3 separate regions of the Mus musculus genome follow, and regions 1 and 3 are each linked to region 2. Evidence: chromatin contacts called from public Hi-C and HiChIP or PLAC-seq data. All regions are on one chromosome and are shown on one strand. Each heading gives the region's core, a stretch centred on a gene start, on an enhancer-like site or on the middle of the called end of the contact. The rest is flanking DNA. Distances are from core to core; before and after follow the strand shown. Region 1 overlaps Rad51b (RAD51 paralog B). Region 2 has its middle 33 kb from the start of 4933435C09Rik. Region 3 overlaps Rad51b (RAD51 paralog B).

What was found. Hi-C and Micro-C count contacts between places; a contact is called where the count stands out from the background. HiChIP or PLAC-seq counts read pairs in DNA pulled down with a chosen protein or histone mark.
Region 1: an H3K27ac HiChIP or PLAC-seq map of stem cell-derived neural progenitor cells shows a contact between it and region 2, with 13 times the contacts expected there. The contact joins two enhancer-like sites. A contact is called at or near these places in 9 of 484 Hi-C or Micro-C datasets (bone marrow-derived macrophages, brain, embryonic fibroblasts and 3 more), 4 of 115 datasets of contacts at active chromatin or transcription factors (differentiating embryonic stem cells, embryonic fibroblasts, large pre-B cells and 1 more) and 1 of 9 other capture datasets (embryonic stem cells).
Region 3: a contact with region 2 is called in a Hi-C map of liver, with 1.6 times the contacts expected there. The contact joins two enhancer-like sites. A contact is called at or near these places in 2 of 484 Hi-C or Micro-C datasets (the 3T3-L1 cell line and liver), 3 of 115 datasets of contacts at active chromatin or transcription factors (embryonic stem cells, large pre-B cells and stem cell-derived neural progenitor cells) and 1 of 9 other capture datasets (embryonic stem cells).

The regions. Positions count from the first base shown.
Region 1 is chr12:79,511,116-79,514,057 of GRCm38.p6, reverse strand. All of the region lies in intron 7 of Rad51b (RAD51 paralog B), which reads right to left. Among named protein-coding and RNA genes, the nearest start is that of Rad51b, 220 kb to the right of the region's middle. Within about 2 kb of position 1,392, at least 137 of the 459 cell types and tissues checked have an H3K27ac peak or open chromatin away from gene starts, as enhancers often do. A contact at or near this core is called in brain, stem cell-derived neural progenitor cells and stem cell-derived neural stem cells, where this site is marked.
Region 2 is chr12:79,968,525-79,971,411 of GRCm38.p6, reverse strand. No RefSeq gene overlaps it. Among named protein-coding and RNA genes, the nearest start is that of 4933435C09Rik, 33 kb to the right of the region's middle. RefSeq lists an enhancer at 1-2,782. Within about 2 kb of position 1,336, at least 130 of the 459 cell types and tissues checked have an H3K27ac peak or open chromatin away from gene starts, as enhancers often do. A contact at or near this core is called in brain, liver, stem cell-derived neural progenitor cells and 1 more, where this site is marked.
Region 3 is chr12:79,531,259-79,534,600 of GRCm38.p6, reverse strand. The region is part of intron 7 of Rad51b (RAD51 paralog B); the gene reads right to left. Among named protein-coding and RNA genes, the nearest start is that of Rad51b, 240 kb to the right of the region's middle. Within about 2 kb of position 1,695, at least 85 of the 459 cell types and tissues checked have an H3K27ac peak or open chromatin away from gene starts, as enhancers often do. A contact at or near this core is called in liver, where this site is marked.

The DNA.
Region 1 (2,942 bases), core at 143-2,642, 460 kb after region 2:
CATATCAGAAAAATACTACATCTCTAAATTATGAAAAGTATGGATGAAATATTTTACACAAATTATATACTACCTTTACAAACTAATGTGTAGCCAAATAAAAAGGAGAAGACAAAACCAAAGATACTTCAGATGTCTTCTTGGGGTGAGTTTAACTTGTACAAAAATTTTTGGACAAGATGCACTACAGCTGAATCCATATGAAAGCCATAAAGAACAGGAAATGCATGCATAGTTATGCTATAAATAATTTCAGGAATTTATTTCCAGACAACTTACTCCATTCATATTTTAACCCTGAATTAGAAAACCATCTCCGAGCAAAAGAGGCTCAAATTGCCTAATAATAAGATACCTACTTCAAGTTATCATTTAAATGGTCAGCAAATGCTCACAATTATTTGTTAAACAGAATATGTATAAGAGATATATTATATAGGTTATAACATTTCATAGTTACTGTTGCTCAAAAAGTATTAATGTTTTTAATACTCTTAGAATACAGAGGAAGAAACAAAATTCCTTTAAGCATGTCTTAATTGCCCAAGTCACCCTGCCAGCAGGTGGCAGGACCCGATATTCAAGCCCAAATCTGTCTGGTTTCAAGGCCTGTGTCCTTTCCCACAGGATGGCCTCCTATCGGTTGGAGGAACTCTTATCAGTGCTTTGGAAACTTCCTGAGACATTAGACCTGATGGAATAGCAGAGGAAGCCTTTGAGCATGGCCATGAAGCTCACAAGCGTAGGCTGTTTCGAGTGTGTGATCTTAACTCAACTCTTCTGTTTCTTTGCTTCCTTTTTTTCTCATCCATGAAATGAGTTCAGATAGCTAAGATCTAAAAGTCCTTCCAGCTCTTAATAGTCTGTCATCTATGAGTCCACACATTACACACCATGCAAAACTATAGAATGAGGGGAAAGATAAACAAGAGAAAGTATAATTGGGTGCAAGACACAATATAGCCAAACCAACTGGACAGGCAGACATGAAAGAAGAGAGGCTACGGGCCAATATTCCCAATGACTAAGAAGACATTACAGAATACATTACAAGGAAATGAAATCTATAAGTGAAGATTTTACCAACCACACTAGTCTGTTTCAACTGAGCATCAAGCAATATTTTAACGATTTAAGTAAAATACAAAATACACACAGATATAAGGAAACATTAGAGAAACCCAAGTACAAACATACTCTGAGTTTGTTTTTCACTGAATGAGATTCTGAAAACTTTGTGGAATTCCCCTTAGAAACCAGAGTGGGTTGGAGTTGGCAGGTACAGGGTACAGCGGCTCACTGAGGTTCCAGAAAGGGTGGCAGAGAAGAACAATCCATTGTCCCTGCAAAAGCTCTATTCTTGAACAAAAGACAATGCCTGGCTATGGGAGACAATGACTGTGTGAGGCTTCTGTTTGGTTTTGCCTTCCACACTGAGCTGGCAGACACAGGCCAAGCACAGCAGAACAATTTAAAACGTTCGTGACACTCGGCTTCTCCGCATATTCACTCAAGACTCTTCCGATACATTTCCTGATTCCTGGATTCTCTAAAAGGAGGGGAAGGTGCCTCTTTGCTTAGAGGTCATCAATAAGAGCCAATAGGAGGTACACGCTCCACAGAAGAACCTCACAGGCCAGAGGTCAAAGGCTCCCACAGCAGCTGGGGTTGGACAGGCAACAAATGTCCTAGAGAGTGCAGGGCCTTGGGAGGCCATGAGGCTTGGGATGGACTGTCAAGGCTGAGAAGGGTGAAATTTCTAAACTTGTGAGAGGCCAGCAGATCTGGTTATCGGTCTTAAAGTCTCGAAATAGATAAATATGTTTTACGTGGAAGAAGAAAGGATGATGAACAGTCTGGCAAAAGAAAATAAGACAAACCAAATCTTCCACAGGATGTTCACAGACCATAATGCCAAAGAATGTGCAGGGGGTGGGGGGGAAACTCCCTAAGAGGGAGGGAGAAGGGAAAAAATTAAAGCCATCAGTGCTAACGGTTGCCAAGGAGCAAGAGCACTGTTCAGACCAGCTAGAAACCGGGTAGAAATGGCTGCAGTTCCAGAGTCTGTTACACACCACCAACGCCTGCCACTATCCTCACCAGCCTGTGCCTCCCCTGAAGACTGCAGCTGCACCCTGAAGCCCCCAGAAAGCAGCAGCTGGGACACAGTGACAGCTGGAAGGAAGGGGGTGAGGCAAGGGCTTGGCATAAACAGACGGGTAGCCAAAAGGCACAAGTACGAAGGGAGAGAGACAATTTTCCTGTGTGGTTTGGGCATGTGGTGTGGGAAGCTGAAAATGAGAGCTAGCCAAAGTTTTGGGGCCTTGACGGCCTGAAGGATTTGGCAGGCTTGGCGTTTCTCATGGCAGACGTGCCAGGAAATGAAGCTTTCAGCTGTCTGCTTCAATGTTTTTCTCACTGTCACCGTTTTCATGTTCAATCCCTGGCCCATTTTGTATTTTCGTCTTCTTTGGGGATTAGCACATCAGTGTGGTCAGAATCCACTTGGGTTTCTCAGGGCTGCTCTGTGCATCATTTCCTCACACACCATTATCTGTCAAGCAGGGACTTGGAGTGTGTGAACCCGTGGCATAGCACAAAGAAAACAATAGGAGATGTTTTCTCTGTAAGAGACACTAGAGAGCATTCAGCTGGGCCTGGAATTACAGATGGGCAAGCTAAGTATTTAAGAGGAACAGGGGGACTTGCTAGTACCAGGCTAACTCTTAAGAGCAGCAAAGTGTGGACAAGTACCCAGTTCTTTCCCCTGCTGGGGAGCCAGAGTCCTGCCCACAAACATCTGTTCTCTTCAAGGCTTCATTTTAGACAAGAGCATCTACTCCCATCCTCCTCGGCAGCACCGACTGGATAAGAATGATGTCCTCTCTCGTTCTCATCCTCTAAGTTCTAAGCAAGAATGCATCCCAGCACCTTAAGTTTGC
Region 2 (2,887 bases), core at 87-2,586:
TAATGTCTGCCAGGATGGTAGGGGAGGGGCATTTTCCAGGTTGAGGGTTTTCTCTGGGTCTGTTAGGGCCTGGAGACGCAGGGAAGCTTGCAATCCCAGGCCTGGGGGAGGGCAGGTAATATGAACTCCCAAGAGAAAGGGATCTGGGGCAGAGGAGAGAGGGAGGGGAGAAGGCTGGCTTTCCAGCATGTTCTCTATACCCTGGTATCGAGAGGCACTCCATCCTTCATTCCTCTGGCGCTACTGCTCCTGCATAGCTGTGCTGACTCACAGTGGACATCAAGGTTCACAAGTGACTGTTCCCAGCGCTGGGGCAACTTCCAAACTGGGTCATGGTAACCAATGGTAACCGGAAGAATAGCCTATAGAGTCTGAGTGTCCCCATAGCTCTCTCTACAGACAGAGTAAGTAAATTTTACCAAGAAGGGAAACTGAGGCTCAGAGAGGCTGAGAGGTTGCCTGAGTCTGCATACGCAATAAGCGCTGCTGCGGCCAGTTGTCAAACCCTGAAGGTCAAACCTCAGAGTCACAATCTTGATGCAGAGAGGGGCCCCGACAGACACTCAGTGACTATTTCCTGTCTTCAGCAGCTTTGGTCAGTGGCGGGGAATCAGAAAGGCACTTGCCCAGACTCTCCCAGCCCTCACGTTGGACAGCCTCAAGTTAATGTGGACAGTTGTGCCTGACTGTCAAGCAAGCCAGTCTGAGCTGGATTCCATACTTTACTTGCTGAACAATCCAAGCCTACTGCTCTCTGAACAGCCCTGGCCAGGAAGAGACCACCCCTGGATCCGGAGTCCGGCGCATGGCAGGGGGAGTAGGAAGAGCTGAGGAGGGAGTGTGGGGCCCCAGAGTTCCAGCGGTGGGTTTCCCTGCTTCAGGCTTGCCCTGGCCAATGGTCTTGCTTTCAGGCTTCTCTGTGCTCTGAGCACATCTAAACATTTGGAGAAAAACAAGAAAGTGAACAATAGGCGCTTGTGGGCTGGAGAACAGGGCTGACTTCCCCCTGGGACCCGGGCGCTGTTCGTAAGCTGCCCCAGCTGCACTCTCACGGTTGGGATGTCACTGGGGCCTGGCTGAATTACAGCCTTGTCCTCCATGGGGCCTGCTACCAACTCCTTTCATACCCGGGGAATGCAAATGTTGGTAGGGGGATCTGGAGCTGTGTAGAGACAGAAAGCTTGCTTTCCTGCCTGGAATTTGGGAAATCAGACAAAAGAACACACACACATACACATACCCCTATTTGGCATGGAAGCTCTGCCAAGCCATGCCCTGACAGTTGTGTCCTAACCAGAGAAGTTTGCCCCACAGGAAAAAAACCAAAACCCCAGCTCTCTATCAAGTGGACTCTGGGCACAGCCCCAAGAAGCTCAGAGTCCACAGGACCTAGAGACAGAATTCCTAATGTGTGCCAGAGCAGTTTCACCAGGAGGTGGTAGCAAAAGTACCCCCATTAGTTATAGCACTGAGGGAGGTGGGCCAAAGGTGCTCTTCTGAGCTGGCTCCTCTGAGGTTTTTAAGACTGTTGCTTCTCACCATTACAGCCTAAGCCACAGGGAATGAGAATGTAGTCAAAGTATCAAGATTAGAACAGAGAAGAACAAAACAGAGCCCAGACCCCCTCTCAGCTAGGGCTGACCAGTGGTATCATTCATACCCAGTAAGTAGGGCTAAGTTTCCCTGTCAAGAGTTCCTCACCTTTGTTCCCAGGACTGGAGGCGGCTTTGAGCAGTGTCCCGTCTGGGTGGCATCCCTGGAACAGGTCTCAGGCCCTGGTGTTTTTGAAGTAGCTGCCCAGACATCCCATCATAGGCTCAGGAGGGTGAATAGCCCTTCTACTCACCCCTCCCACTCCCCAACAATGTTCTGGATCTGAGAGCACTTCTGGGTTGTTTGTGCCCAAGGACAGGAGGAATTTGGCAAGAAGTCTGTGGTTGGAGGACAGTGCATTTACTTTGTGAAAGGATGAGTGAAGGACCATTCGGGGAAGTAGGGAGCACTGTTGTCAGAGTTGGGACTGGAGAGATTAGAATGGGTCAGAGGACTCCTATGAAGGACATGAGTAACAAAATGGGGGGTTCAGAACAAATGGGTTGACCTCTGGAGAGCAAAGGCAAGGCTTTAGTGTCTAAGAACTTCAAAATGGCTGTTAGGTCCCGCTAGATATGTGGTTCCTCCTCTTTCCTGCCCTAAATAGTTTTGGAGACAGAATCGTCTTTTTTTTTTTTTGAACTTTTATGAGTGTCTGTTTGTCTGTCTATATGTATGCACATCACAGGAGTCCCTGTGGAGGGCAGGAGGACTCTTGGGAATTGGTGTTATGAACAGCTGTAAGCTACCACGGGGTAGCTTACCCAAGCCAGGTCCTTTGCAAGAGCAGCAGTGTTCTTAACTTGAGCCACTGCTCCAACAGTGAGACAGTGTTTTTATGCAGCCCAGGCTGACCTCAAATTCTCATTCTCCTCCGTCTGTCTCCAGAGTGCTGAGATTAATGGACTACATTATCACCATACCTGCTCTTAGTCTACTTGTTGGTCACCTGGGACTGTGAAACCTTCGTAGTCTCTGCACTTCTCCTGCACTTCTCTGCACTGTTCCTTTCAGCACATTAACATGAGGCTTTGTTCCTTGTTAGGGAGCTGGGCTGAGTCCCACAGGGGCAGTGTCTCTAGGCACCCTGATCTTCTTGTATTCACTGCTCTCTTGAAAGTTCACTCATCTAACAAGAAGGAGGTAAGCAAGCAGCCTGTATGCATGCTTGAAGGGGACACTCTGTTCCTTGGAAGTAAAATAGCATTACCATTGCTTTTTTTTTTTTTTTTTTTGATTCACAATCTCTTGTATCTTTTCCACCAAGCCTCCCAAAATTTCTATTAAATCAGTG
Region 3 (3,342 bases), core at 446-2,945, 440 kb after region 2:
TGGATATAAAGAAGTTGTAAACTCAAAGACAGCAGATAGAGCAGAAGTTTGGGCTCAGAAAGGGACCGAATCTGAACGGAACAGAACGACAGCCAAAGTGAACCTTATATTTGTGGGAGAGAACACATCCTCACATACCAGTCCTTTGCTCTCCCCAACTCCCCAAACTTTGGCAATCAGTTGTTTCTGAGCCACTGAAAATTAGGAAGTTCTCTAACAAAGAGATGACAATGACATGCTGACACAGAGACTTGGAAGTTTCACCACAAAACAAACTATGAAATCTATGGGTGGGTATGGGGACTAGAAACCTTCCTACTGGCCCTCCAATCACATCAATTAAGTAAAGATCTATCTAGTCTACCTATCTCATCAATTCCTAATCTGAATTCTCCTTAAGCCATTTCAATCCAACACTGGAAAGGAAGTATATCTGAGCGGGAAGTCACACTGCAAATGCTACAACCTCCTCCGATCCCTGCATCAACCACTGATCCAAACACGGAAATGCAAAACTGTACAAGATATACTCCCTCAGGCAACGGATTAGGGAGAGGAAGACAAATGCAAATACAGTGGCTTTACAGTAACTGAGAAGGACGCACACTGCAGGATGGGAATCAAAGAGGCAGTAACCAATCTCACTTGAGTCACAAAAGATTTCATGGTGATATATATATATATATGTATATATATATATATATACACACACACACACACACATACATATATTATTATTATTATTATTATTATTAAATAAGTGTTTTCAAGCAAAGAAGCATGTAGAAAGAAAGCAGGGTTTAGGGGCAACAACAAAGGCTCCAAGAAGAGGTGAGGACAACACAAGGTGAAAATCCTTAGAATCCCAATAGCCAAAGCGAGTGTAACTTCATCTCAGAGCTCACCAGGAGCCACCAGAGGCCTTAAGTCAAGACAGCACATGTGCGATTGGGAAAAAAGAATCTGAACTCAACACAGGGATAGCAATGGAATAAGACGGGTGGCAGGAAGACTGGCACACAGGCTGATGAAAGTCCTAACATGAACGGACAGGAGGGACACAAACATTAAGGTGGTCAAAGTACAGCCACTGAGAGTCTATGGTGAGAGGGAGGGTGGTGATTCCCATTCAAGAGAAAACATAAAAAAGAGTGCAAGAAATGCACCCAGCCTCCCAGCAGGTCATTAAAGGAACTGGACAACATAACACACATCTCTAACTCTGGGTTTGCACTGTCTCCTCCACACTGTTAGTATCAACCATCACTCCTGTGATATTACCACTGGGTACCAGGCACTATAGTCATGGCCCTGTGCCAGAACACTCTTATGGAATAAGATATTAACATAGAAATTATTCTAAATGAAGACGTGCAGATAAGGCATTTTTTCCTCTAAGGCATGCCAGCTATTTTTTTTAAAATGTTCAATGTTTAGTAAACTAGGATTATTACATATCATGGGAAACTAAAAAGAATTTCATAAGCTACTTGCAAATACAAAGCCAATGCAAAAAAGACACTAAATTTGGTAGAGCATGCAGATTTTGACTAAAATAAAGAGGAAGGTTTAATGATAGAAATGGTAACTGGAAATAGCAGTACTGGGTCACCAGGAAAATCTAGTCTAGGCTTGGAGTGATTGAAAATTCTTTGATGTAAAAGTGCTATGTTACCCAGTACCAAGTAAGCACTGCACTTGTCACTAGTTCTCACAGGACAAGCATGGACATCACAAAATAAACAGTTCAATACTTAACGGAATCCTTTGCCTCAAAGATGAAAATCTAGGCAGGAATGAATTTCTGTTACCCCTCTTACTGGTATAAAAGGACTCCATCCAAATGAAACCTTTAGAAGGCTATTATCTCTACGTAGGAACCGCCAGTCTTCCTTCTGGGATGAACCATAGAGCTTTCCAGGTTTCCACACAGTGCTCACTGATACAACATTCCCAATGAGTTACTCATGGTACATAAGAATAAATCTCATCTTAAACTGACTTTCACAATCTCCCTACAAAATGACATCTGAAAGCACTTAAGAGATACACTTATACCCCTGGTGGTTAAAAAAAAAAAAGGGGTGGAAAATCCTCTCTGTCTTACTTCATAAAGGTTATTGAAAATGCCATGTGATTAATATTATTTATTTGGCATTGGGTTAAACACCAAAGGTAACACTTAACCACTCTCTGTTTACCAAGTTAATCACCAGATTTGTCTACTTTTGTCTGATTTACTGAGACAAATACTTTGAGTGTCTGAAATGTTTTATCTGGCCCTGGGAAAGGAAAACGAAAGGAGTGTTGTGCATTTATTAATAGATAAGTGCAAACAGGCCCTATCCTATCAAATGAACAGCTAGGACCTTTGGCCACTGTTTACTGAAAATAAAATTAGCCTTGGCTGGCAGGTACTTATCAGCTCTGAGAATAATTAACTACTCACATCTGGTACTCCTTACTGAAAATGCTAGTGGGAGCCATTACCTTTGGTAAGGGTTATATTTCCTGACCAGCTAACCTCCCCCTAACGTACTACTGGAATGCACTCTTCATTCCCAAGCAGTCCGCTGGCAGTACCCAGAGCAGTTCCACAAGCTGTTTCCCCTCCTCAACCCAACAGAAAGACATTTTCAGAAATCCAAAACATATCACCAAGCCATGCTGGCTCCCACAGGGATGCTTACTAACTCACCACAGGGAATTCCCTGCCCCATGGAGGCCTGGGAACTTTGTAAACAAACAAGAGTCAGTCTGAGTTAATCAATAGTAACATTTTGTACTTTAAATTTTGTTTTTGTGGTTTTTCAAGGACTTCAGGGAACTTCATTGTGTAGAATAACATGAATATAGTGCTCAAGGTTCAAGAAGCCCAGGAACCCACAGCTGCCTTCATTGGTCAGACGGAAAACAATAATAAACTAGGAACCTCATGCCCACTTTATTTGTTTTCTATTGTAACAATTCCCTTACTGGGCAATAATTTTCACAATTTCATTAAAGCAAAGGAAATGCTCTGGGGCATTCATATAAATAAGCAATACATAATATGTGCTTTTATATTCATGCAACAGGGATCAAGAGGCAGGAAACCCAGGGCCTCTGCAATTAGCTTGCTGTGAAATCCTAAACAAGTCACTTGTTGTCAAGTGGCTCTCATATCTATGCTCTGTAAAAGCTATACTGCAACGTTGGACTAAGGAGTGACTTCTGACAGTGCCAGGAAAATGTTGGTAAATCAGAAATTAAAATGCCAGCTCTTCTCTGAACCACCACAAAAAGAGCATACACTGGCTGTCCAGTGGGTGGGACCCAGGCCGTCCCGCACATATGTAGCCG